3 separate regions of the Mus musculus genome follow, and all the other regions are linked to region 2. The links are chromatin contacts, called in public HiChIP or PLAC-seq and promoter capture Hi-C maps. All regions are on one chromosome and are shown on one strand. The core of a region is the stretch at or near the end of the contact, and the rest is flanking DNA. Distances in the headings are between cores, read along the strand shown.

Region 1 (3,936 bases), core at 68-2,567, 370 kb after region 2:
TATCCTTGCAGATGAACTTCCCAGTTCCCTGGTCTCCCAGGTTTCTACCTTCCCCTACCCTTTCCCAGATCTGATCACAGGTCATGTGACCACCAAATACCCCTGAGAGCATTGCATTTCCATCTCCTGCCTCCCACCTTTGTACCTCATTGCCTTTGAAAGCCAAAGCAACTGCTCTCTCCACCAGGTCTTTCACACCTAACACTTTTCTTTGACTTCATCTCTTAACCATGTGTTTGTGTTTGCAGGTGAATTTGCATGTACCTTCGTGTTTGTGTCTTTGTATTTGTGTGCTGTATGTGAGCATTCGGGGTGTGTTTGTGAATGGAAATGTCTCTGTGTGTGCATGTGTATGTGTTTGTATTTGTTGTATACAGGTGTTTGTGTGTGCATGAATATGTCTATGTGTGTTTGATTATACTTTGTGTGGGTTTGTGTGTGTAGGGGGTTGTATGTATGAGTGTATGTGTGTGGTATATATATATATATATGTATATATATATATATATATATACACATATATATATACATACATACATACATATACATACATATACATATATATGTGTATGTGTTTGTTTGTGTATATGTTCATATGTGTCTGTATGTGGTATGTGTATATGTATGTGCATACATGTCTTTATATGTATTTACGTGTGGGTATATATATATGTATATGTGTTTGTGTATGTGTGTGCTATGTGCATATATGTGTATGTATATGTGTGTGCATGTGTATATATGTATGTGTGAGGTTCTTGTTATTGCCTGATACCTCTCCTCACTTAGTGGTAGGGTGCTTAGTCTTTGGAATGACCTTTTCTTTGTGGACATTTAGTCTCTATTTGTCATGGATATTTAGTCAATTCATCCCCAAGAGCAGGCAGCTGACATCAACTGAGAGCATTTTCAGAATTCTCATTCTTGAGCTGCACTCAGACTGTGATGGTGGGCACCCTGATGAGGGGCCATTACTCATGGTGCTCTCATTCTCAGGGCTTCCAGCAAAACTGTGGATCCTCAGAAAGACCTCTCCCCTGAAACCCAGCCCTGTCCTGTCTGCCAGCTCCTTACCTGCAAAACTGCAGACTCATCATGGACTCTTATACCTTCCTTTCGTCCTCTGATTAATTCTGTCTCTGTTCATCAGCTCTCCCCGGTGCACGCCTCCACCATCCGGCTGCCTGAGACTCTGAGAACCTCCTAACTAGCCGGGAAGTCGCTGTGCCCGGCTCTCCATCCAACTTAAGTCAGAGCAGATCCAAAGCTCACCAGCACTCCTTCATAGCTCACAGTCAACATTCTTACCATTCCTCACACAATGCTTCATTGTTGGCCACTCCTGACTCCAGCTCCCCTCACTACAAGTGCACACAAATACTAATGCCTCCGATGTGGCCTCTCCTTGCCCTGTGCCTCTGTTTTAGTCGGGCTAGCTCTTCAAACATGCCTCGTTTGGGCCTCAGCTGGACTCGTGACTTTTCTATTACCTGTATACATTCTCCTGTCCTAGGCATATGCAAAGCCCAACTCATGTGGTCCTTTTTTCCCTGTCTTTACTACCCACTCAGTATCCCTGGAGTGATACTGGGGCTGGAGTATCGTGCCCCTTCATGTCCTGGCAGAGGGCACGTTATTTGTACCTTTATTTATCTGCCACCTTTCTTCTAGACTTGAACCTCTAGTTTGTCCCCTGCTGTCTTTACTACTAAACAGGACCTGCTGTTGATGCTCAGCGAATGGGGGCGAATATTAATAAGAAGCAGGTGCCCTGGTTCATCACGAACCTCGCAAGTGCTTATGTGCAAACCAGCTCCATGTATTTTATCTTGAAGAGATAACATGATGCCAGATGGAGCCTGCTTATTTTCCTAGGATGAAAACAACACATTTTGTTAATGAAATAAACTCTTTTTTTTGTGGAAAGAAAGATGTCATTCTGCAATCCCGAGTGAGGCACCTAGGACAGTAGACCTTTGACTGGTGGTCTTTGCCACATTATGGCGTGCCGGAAGCTGCACTACTGAAGGTCTCTCTCACCCTCTTCTGCCTTGCAGGAGCATTATTCAGAGGTTGTGTCCTTCCCTTTCCTTTCACCATGCACGATTCAAACAGGTCTACCTGGAGCAGCACCGCTAACTGGCCAGCATCTTAAGTTGCTTCTCCTGATACGTTTCTCCCAAGAGCAGCGCTTCCTTTGTGTTCTCTCCTGATTATGTTTTATGGTTCCACAACACTCACGGGAATGATGCCCGTGGCACGTCTGAGGGGGAGAGAGAGAGATCTGTGTCTTCCGAGGGCGCTCTGACATCATTGCATGTCACTGTGGTACCTCTGAGCCCACACACGCAGGTCACAGCCCAGTCACTGTTGGAGTTTTTGCTTATTGTCCCATTTCGGATGCTGTTTTTCAAGAGTGTGCATTTGGGGTAAACCAAAAGCTATTTTTAACGGTGGCTAGAACTATTTGATATGTCTTATAGTTTCCTGTGTCTTATTTTGAGGAGATGTGGGTTTAATTAATAATGACTATTTATAACATTGTTTCTTTGGGGACAGGGCTTTGCCAGTCATAAACGGATAGTTTGAAATAAGGTTTGTGGGACTATGGTCTACTGATTAGTGACTGTGTAGGTTCAGTGTTCCGGGCACACGACTGTGTCATGACAGTGGCCACCTTAGACTTTGTTGGTTGGGATGATTATGCCAAATGCTAACATTTAGTAATATACACGTTACTCTTCCTTTGAGTAGCCCAATTAGCCTGTGGTTAAATACAGAACTTGATTACAGTGATTTGATGTATCTGCACACTTCCTTTTTGTGGGAGCATCTTGTCTGTGTCTTGCTGTGGTAGTGATGTCTGGAACACATCCTATATCTTTGTGTTTGTCACTACTCAAACTCTGAGGATGCCAGACGGCAGACAGATACAGGTTTAAATTCAGGCTTGGTCGGTTGCCAGTGTTCTTGGAACCCACGCCGCCGCCTGCACCATCTGTGCTGGTTGAGACTGGAGCAGGGGAGGAACACTTCGGCGTTGGTTCAAAGTTGGCGTTTGTATCAACGATGGGGAACTGTGTGTATCTTTTTGTTTTTTATTCCAGCCTAGATGCTCTCTGTGGCTGCCTTCTTAGGCTCACCTTTGGGTTTATCTCTGTTGTTGCTTTCTCCGCCCCCCCCCACCTCTTTTCTCTAGGGGGTGAGGGATGGAGGACGACAGTCCCCGGGGTTACTTCTTGGTACCCTACATTCATTCTGTTTAATTTTGCTTGTACTTTTTTTTTTTAAACCCTGGACAGTTATTACAAAAAGAAACAAAAATTAAAAAGAAATCTGTTCTGGTCTTCATCAGCAGCTGTTATTAGTAGAGAAGTAAATATGTTTTTATGTTGGATGGCAATAGACACTCCACAATACCTTAGATTCCCTGCATGGGTGGGGCGGGGAACTTAAAAGGCAAGCTGAGGAATTCTTGTTCCTAGTAGAATTCTTAGTGGAAGGTAGGCAGCTTTAGCTCAGATACTATATATAATTTCTTCTCTGTTTAATGCTTTTTAGAATTTTTCTTTTGATTGCAAAAAGTATTTTCTTAAAAAAAATGTTTCCAATTTCTTTTCTTTCTAAAGTATTTTCCAAATGCTCATCCATGGTTATAATAAATAAGATAAAACATTATGAAATGAGGATCTCTGAAAGGCCAGGGTCTGAGCTAAGAGTATTACAAAATAGAATTTGGAAATTTGATAAATGTTGGTCTCAAATTGTAAAAGTAAATGGAGATAAGACTGAAGACATGCTAGATTGATTTCTCTGAGGAAAAATAAAAGGATTTGTAAAGGACCCTTCTCTTTTCTCCTTTCTCTCTTTCTCTCCATCCCCCCTTCCTCTTTCTTTTTTCTTCTTTCTCTGAAGAGGGAGGAGGAAGAGGGAATA
Region 2 (3,461 bases), core at 596-3,095:
CAACTTTCGTATTGTCCATGCAAAAACTACAGCTCTCATCTTAAAAGAAAGAGACAGTTTATTCAGGAGCCACCCTGAATGGCCATGGGGACACAGATCTATATCTGTTACCCAATTCCATATTCCCACATGGAAACAGTTTCGTGAAGTTTTTAAAATTGCTTCACAGAACCAAGAAAGTAATAAAACAAGGCAAGCCCAAAATACACTGGTGGGTACTTTAGAAAGGCTGATTTAGGAAAGGAGAAAGCTCTTCTGTAAGCCCACGATGCTATCAGGGCTACTTGGTTGGTATAAGTTAGTGGGCTGCTAAGTTAGTAGACTCCAACAGGTTTTTATCTAATGGTTACAGGATATTCTGACATAGAGTTGAGTGGCTTATTAAAATACTCCCATGAAATACCTATGTAAATTCCACGCTTTACCTTATCTGAGCCTTCTGAAAATTCGTGACTGTAATTGAGACAGGCTAATTCCATGACAGACTTCTAATTGGCAGTTCCTGGGATTAGGCCTAAAATCCTAGGCTTCAGGCAGCTAGTCAGAAAGTGCCCTACCATCAGAAACGACCCCCCCCCCCCCAAAAAAAAAAAACCCAACCTGGCCTGAAGCAAGGACAATGGGTTTTCAGCCCTCACACCCAGGCAATAGTTTCAGAATGTCCTTAAGAGAGAGTAGATAAGGCCACCTACCCCAGGATTCCTCAGGCAAGTTTCTAGCCACCACACCAAGGTTATGCTTCTGGAATGCCCGAGATAAGAGTAAGACAAAGCCCATCTATCCGAGAATTCCCCCAATGTGCAGCGAGCATACTTGGTAATGGGAGACTCCAGCATGCTGGACTTCGACAAAATAAAACACTCTGTGTGTTTACAAACTACTTGAGTCTGGAGTATCATTCTTCAGCGAATCATGGACCCTTACAACGTCCACCTCATCAAAACTGTTTCAAAAATTATGAGCAAATCGCTCAAGTCTGTACAAAATCATCCAAAGTTCTCAAACTGTACACACTTCCCAAACATGTAAGAAACCAAAAAGTTTACGTGTATTGGAGAGATGATTCTACGGGGTCTGCCAACCTTTTTACATTGTCACACAATGTTGTCGTCTCCAAAGTTATTATCAGAGAATCTCACGATCTAGTTTTTTAAAAGGAAGGAAGAAAGAAAGAAAGAGAGAGAGGGAGGGAGGGAGGGAGGGAGGGAGGGAGGAAGGAAGGAAGGAAGGGAAGGAAGGAAGGAAGGAAGGAAGGAAGGAAAGGAAGGAAGGAAGGAAGGAAGGAAGGAAGGAAGGAAGAAGGGAGGAAGAAAGAAAAACATCCCCCCACACGCTCATGTTTATAAAAAGACTACTTTTGTGGGTGGGCAAGGCTGGAATCCTTTGAGGCGGTTCCTGAAGTTCTGGCATCATCTCAGAGAAAAGGAGTTGAGACAGTTTTCATCCCAGAAACCGGGAGAACCAGTAATGCACCCTGCAAGGCAGCGTTTGAGCTACGTGAGAGAGCTCACCTGCACCTTAGAAACCACCTCTGAACACCGCAAGGGGACACCCCACCAGGAAGCAACGGGGCGGGGCACAGAGCGCATGCGTGCGGTCGGGGAGGCGGGGCAGACACCTTCGCCAAGTTCGGGGGGCGAGGAGGGGTGGTGGAACAGAGCGCCTGCGCCAAGAGCAGCCGGCCCAGCGGAGTCTGCGCGTTCCCGGGAATGCCGAAGAAGGCGAATTCCTAGAAAGGGAGGACGCCTGCGCAGTCCGGAAGGCGGGGACGCGGGGGCGGGGCGGGGCGCGGCGGCGGGGGCGGGGCGCCTAGTCGATTGGCGGGGTTACCCGGAATTGGTTGCTAGACTGGGCGCGAAGCGGTCTTCAGGTTTGGTCTCAGTTGCGCGGAAGTGAAACGACGCGGAGATGGAGGTGAGCCAGGCGGCGTCTGGTACCGACGGTGTCCGGGAACGGAGGGGCTCGTTCGAAGCTGGAAGGAGGAACCAAGATGAGGCACCTCAGTCCGGGATGAACGGGCTTCCGAAACACTCCTACTGGCTGGATCTCTGGCTCTTCATCCTTTTCGACCTGGCCTTGTTCGTCTTCGTGTACCTCTTGCCCTGGTGAGTATCCTGAGTTGCAGAGTTGAAGAGCTTAGGAAGCTGGCGGCTGCTTCAGTCTTCTCGGAGAGGGAGGGAGGGACGGCAGCTAGAGATGGCGGAGTTGGAAGAGCGAAAATGGATTTCCTTGACACCCCAGTGGCAAGAGGAGTGTGGAGAAAACTTGACTTCCCATATTTGTCTGTTTCATCACCACAAACGAACTGTTAAGTGTTAGAAACCTATACCCATAATTAGATCTATCGTAAATAATAAAAAATAATTACTAAAAACTAATAAAAATAAAAGTAAATAAATATCGTAAGTAATAAAAAATAGAGCATGACAGGTTAAATGTGATTATATCTAAAGTGATTTGAGTGTTGTGCGCCTGCTTAAAATGCTTAGCCCAAAGCAAGCCTTGTAAACTTAACTTGTCCATAACTTATGCAGATAAACGCGTATTATCTTCCAGAGTATCCCCAGTCCTACATCTGTCAAAGAATGGAGTATCTTGGGTTTCTTTGGCTCTCATTTTTTCGGTTTTGTGGCAAATTAGAAGGCAGAGAATGGGGGGGGGGTTTGAAAAGATAAACAGTTTTTTGATAAAAACTCGTTAAGTCATTTTGGTATAGACATTTCAAGAACAGTGATTTATTATTTAGTTATTTTTAATGATCTCATTTTCACCTCTGGGTAGAAAATTCATGACTTAATAATGTAGGCCTTTAGTTTTCCTTATCAATAGTGTAAATTATGTAGGGATAGGCTAGCAGTATCTATGTTCAGCGTCCCACTAAATGTCAAAATAAGCAGATGAAGGAAACAAGTATTTGGTTTTTACAGACCGGTTTGCTGAGTCAAGAATGGGGCTTCTGGAGTGAATCTTGAAAACGACTATAGACTCTTGAATGAAGAGGACTCCAGCAGCTGACTTCGGCACCTCTATCTAACCTTTTCTTCAGCCCTTGACCTCACTAAAGTACTATCATATGTTTAAAACCTGTTTTTCATGGTTGAAGTAATGATTGTAGCTAAATGATAGATAATATATATTTTTAATAATGTCTGTAACTTAAGTACTTATGGGAAATAAATGTATGTAAAAAAAAAAAGTTATCTTTGTGAAGCTTACTTTCTCAAATATTGTTTTAAAACTATGCTATTATAAAATAATTATCTAGAGTTGAATAGGTAGCACTTACTCAGAAAGGCCACAGTCCCAAAGCAGCTACTAGAAACATTTTGGAAGCTGTTCCTTGTCATCTTAAGACCTGGGTGATTAGAAATTCTTTACTGTTGGTTTTAGTGCTATTCAGTATATGAGAACTGTCTAAAATACTCAGAGGGGGTGTTCTTCTCCCTTATAATTCACACTAT
Region 3 (3,869 bases), core at 1,253-3,752, 300 kb before region 2:
ACACCCAAGTCTGACCTCTGTCCCACACATGCAAGCATACACATAAAAGATAAAACAGCAAAAACCATCAGTTACAGCAAATTACTTAGGTTTGAGCACGTAATTATATATCACCAGTGTTTTGTGTAACAATGAATTTTCAATCATTAAACCCTTAGGATAGTAATGTGACCCTTAAGATAAAATAAAATGTGACAACTGTTTTCTAAATTTATATTTTGATGTGATTTTTCCAGACATCAAATTCCCAATAACAGACAGTATAGGTGCTTGTATTATATTGCAACCTAGGGGAAAACACAATCCTCGCTCAAAGCTGTAAAACAAAGACTAGAGGCACGGCTCAACAGCTAAGAACCTGTACTGCTTTTGCAGAGAACCTAAGTTCAAATCCCACCACCCACATCGACAACAACTCACAAGCACCTGTAACTCCAGCTTCAGAATCATGTCCTCTTCTGGCCTCCTTAGGCACCGATGCACATGCATGCACATGCATGCAGATTAATCCAATGGCTAAGAGCATTTGCTGCTTTTGCAAAGCACCTGAGTTTGGTTCCCAGCATTTGTGATGAGCCTCATAAGTGTCTGAGCTACAGCTCCAGGAGATCTGATGCCCTCTTCTGGCTTCTTTGCCAGATATACCCACAGTCAGTCACAAATAAATACATGAATTTAAAATTAAAAATAAGGGGCTAGAGATACGGCTTGCTGTCTAGTATGTGCGAGGTCCTGGGTTCAATCGCCAGGCACCAAAGAGATAAAAAATGTTGTAAATAGAAAATAAAACTATACCCATCTCCATTCACTGATGACACTGTAACCATCACAGAATGTACGTTTAAAAGGGAAAACCCTTAGTCCCAGCAACTGGAGAGAGTCAGGTGGATCTCTGAGTTTAAGGACAGCCTGGTCTATATTACGAGTTCCAGGCCAGCCATGTTTATAGTGAGACTGTCTCAAACAAACATAAAAGTAAATGGGAAAGGACCAATAATGCCTGAAATTCTAACTGATGTTACATGATTCGTTTACAAATGACGCTCACCATTATCAGAACAATCAAGTGGAGAGGCTCCTGAGGTATTTTGTCTTGATGGTTATGTTTGCAGACTGGGCAAACACTTCTGCAGAGTGCTACAGGACAGATTCCTGGGGCAGGGTTAAGTGGGTGACTAGATGAGCTTTTAAGTGTCACTTCTAAAATTCCCAATCTACAGCACGTGGAAAAGGAGAAAACATTCGGCCTCGCGACTAAACGATCTGTTTCGAATCCCAGTGAGCGTACATACTCGAAACTTGTCCCTCCTCTCCCGCTACAGAGATTCCCGGAGATTTTCGCAAACAAAGGCACGGAAAATATGCACAGGTGGGATAAAAAGGGGAGTGGCAGAGGCCAGGCGGCGCTCGCTCGAGACAGCGCCCCCACGCCGCCAATTTTCCCGGCCGCACCTGAGAAATCACTGCCATGCACACCTCCACCCTCAGGTGACGGCGTCCGGAGCGAATTCCTCGACCTATAACCCTCCGCCTGCACCTTGGTCGGACATTGGGTATTGTCTGCAGCCTCCAGCGCCCAGGAAAGGCACGGAAGAAAGAGAGAGAGAGAGAAAAAAGAGAGAGACAGACACACACACACATACACACACGAGAGAGAGAGAGAGAGAAAGAGAGAGAGAGAGAGAGAGAGAGAGAGAGAGAGAGAGGAGAGAGAATAAAGAACGAGAGGGAAATCAAGCGATCGGCAAGCCGCGCGCTCCTTTCGCCAAAATGAGCGTCCCTTCCTCGATCCCACTACCTAATTCGGGTCACAAAAGCAGACCCGCCAGCCCAGAGAGGCTGCAACCGGAGCTGGCCGGCGCGGAGTCGCGGGCGCCCTAGGTCCCGAGCAAGGAGGCAGCAAGAGAGGGAAATGGGCGTGTGGGTTGGGCCTGGCTGGCCCCAGGCCGGGCTGGGAACAAAGCCGCCCGGCTCCCCCTACCTGGAGCTGGGGCGTCGCCCAGGCGCGCGGCGCGGGGATCCGAGCGGCGCCCCTTCGGGACAATGGCTCCCTCCCCCGCCGTCGGGCGCGCGGTACAAAGGCGCGGCGCCCGGCCGGGCACCCGTCCGCAAAGTCAGGCAGAGGCTGGAGAGGGGACGGCAGCGGCCGTCCAGGGCTGCGGCCCGGGCCCCTCGGAGGGAGCCCCAGGCAGCCGCCCCGTCGCCTCCCCGCCCGCAGCCGAGCGGGCTCTCGCGGCACAAAGAGGCGCCGGAGTCCGCGGCGCGCCAAGCCCGGGGCTCCCGCCGACGGCGCGAGCCGCTCTGCTCCCCACACTCACCCACAGCTCGGTGCCCCAGCTCATGGCGGAACCTGAGGCGACTGGCGCCGGCCGGCTGCTCCCGCTGTCCTCTCTCGTCCCGACTTTCCCCTCCTCAGCGTCTGCCTCGAAAGCTGCCGCCACCACCACCGGGTTCCCCAGTGAGTGAGAGAGACACGACTGAAGCGAGCCGCCGCCGCGTCCCCGCCTCCCGGCAGCGGGGAGGGAGGGAGGGAAGGAGGGAGGGAGGGGGCCGGGGCCGAGGGGAGGCGGGACGGCGGGGAGGGGGCGGGCCGCGGTGCACCCTGGGATCGGGGCGGGCCCGCACTCGCGCGCGCGGGGGCCGGCGGGGGTCTCCTCCGAACAGCTCGCCCGGGGCGGGGATCCTCGGACCCTCGGCGGCGTCCGCTCCGGCCTCCGGGCTCAGCAAAAGCCGCACTCAGACTCCCGCTCCAAGATGGAGAGCCAGGGAGGACGCCCACGGTCCCTGCCTTGCTCGGAGACCCCCCCCCTCAAAGGAGGCGACCCCACACGTCAGCGTTCTTTGCGGAGCCCTGACAAAGAAACCACGTCCAGACGTTGGAGCAGAGGGGTGTGTGCGTGTGTTTAGTTAAAAAAAATCTGCCTTCGTAAGGTAACTTCTCCGTCCAGGCTTGGCGCTTCAGCCTGGGATCCCCGGGAACCACAGACCTGTAGAGGTCAAACGTCCAATGTGAATGCAACGTGTCACACGACGTGTCTGGTTTTTGTTTTTGTTTTTAATAAAGCATTTTGATTTTATTGTAAGTTCTTTCGGGAAACCTTTTTTTCTTTTTTTTAAGAGGCAAGCGATCCCGTAATCTTTTGGGGACGTTGCCATGGTAAAAGATAAGACTTGGTGGAAAGCGAACCCGACTGACACCTGCAGGAGGTGAGACGCTGCTGAGCTTGCCTGAATTCTAGGCTCGTGGCTACCTCCAGGGACCGGTCTCTCCCTCCTCACAGCCCTTCAACAACCTGTTCAGAGCCTGAGGCGTCTCTTGCCTCCGATAGGAATCTTGGCTGCAGACGACCTCTTGCTTTTAGCTGTGCTGAGTTATTTCCCAGCCTGCCTCCACTGGCAGTCAGCAAGTTTGGCTGGTGCTACTAGATACCGCGTACAGTCTGCTCACTAACTCCCCAGCATATGCTTTAGTATTAATTGCTTGTCGCTTAAAACACACACATTTTCACTCTAGAACCAGTAGAGTACTCTTCAGTGAGTCATGACAACTGAATGCTTCAAGGTCCCCCCACCAACGGACGTCTTATCAGCCTTGAAACTCCTCCCTACGGGACCGGGACCGGGACCAACACAGGTGTTCCAGCTTCTTCCGCCCCAGCCTTCCTGTTTACCTAGTTCTGCTCCCCATTGAAGTCCAGGCAAATAGCCAGAGCTCTCCAGGCAGTCTAACCACCACTCACCAAATTCTTTGCTATCCTTTTCTGAGGTAGGCTGAGCAAATGAATACTCTCTTCTAATTAGGTTAAGGCCGGTCTTTTTTTTTTTTTTTTTTTTTTTTAATGTTCTTTGAAAGTCGCTGAAGCCAAGTG

Evidence for each region. Promoter capture Hi-C pulls out the DNA fragments that hold promoters and counts their contacts. HiChIP or PLAC-seq counts read pairs in DNA pulled down with a chosen protein or histone mark.
Region 1: a contact with region 2 is called in an H3K27ac HiChIP or PLAC-seq map of extraembryonic endoderm stem cells, with 2.4 times the contacts expected there. The contact joins the enhancer-like site here to the promoter of 1810037I17Rik in region 2. A contact is called at or near these places in 3 of 39 promoter capture datasets (cranial neural crest, hematopoietic stem and progenitor cells and liver), 2 of 115 datasets of contacts at active chromatin or transcription factors (embryonic stem cells and extraembryonic endoderm stem cells) and 1 of 9 other capture datasets (liver).
Region 3: a promoter capture Hi-C map of embryonic stem cells shows a contact between it and region 2. The contact joins the promoter of Fnbp1l here to the promoter of 1810037I17Rik in region 2. A contact is called at or near these places in 7 of 39 promoter capture datasets (the C10 cell line, embryonic stem cells, hematopoietic stem and progenitor cells and 3 more), 3 of 484 Hi-C or Micro-C datasets (embryonic stem cells and olfactory sensory neurons), 7 of 115 datasets of contacts at active chromatin or transcription factors (embryonic stem cells, extraembryonic endoderm stem cells, stem cell-derived neural progenitor cells and 1 more) and 1 of 9 other capture datasets (adipose tissue).

What each region holds. Positions count from the first base shown.
Region 1 is chr3:123,295,539-123,299,474 of GRCm38.p6, forward strand. The region is part of intron 6 of Sec24d (Sec24 related gene family, member D (S. cerevisiae)); the gene reads left to right. Among named protein-coding and RNA genes, the nearest start is that of Sec24d, 30 kb to the left of the region's middle. Within about 2 kb of position 1,318, at least 23 of the 459 cell types and tissues checked have an H3K27ac peak or open chromatin away from gene starts, as enhancers often do. A contact at or near this core is called in embryonic stem cells and extraembryonic endoderm stem cells, where this site is marked.
Region 2 is chr3:122,922,552-122,926,012 of GRCm38.p6, forward strand. 1810037I17Rik (RIKEN cDNA 1810037I17 gene) reads left to right here and starts at 1,846. Exons shown (of 2, transcript NM_024461.2): 1 at 1,846-2,105; 2 at 2,928-3,461. The coding sequence starts at 1,909. The coding sequence ends at 2,928. It overlaps 4933405D12Rik (RIKEN cDNA 4933405D12 gene), which reads right to left and starts at 1,565. Exons shown (of 6, transcript NR_046036.1): 1 at 1,512-1,565.
Region 3 is chr3:122,617,212-122,621,080 of GRCm38.p6, forward strand. It overlaps Fnbp1l (formin binding protein 1-like), which reads right to left and starts at 2,503. Exons shown (of 14, transcript NM_153118.3): 1 at 2,319-2,503. The coding sequence starts at 2,342.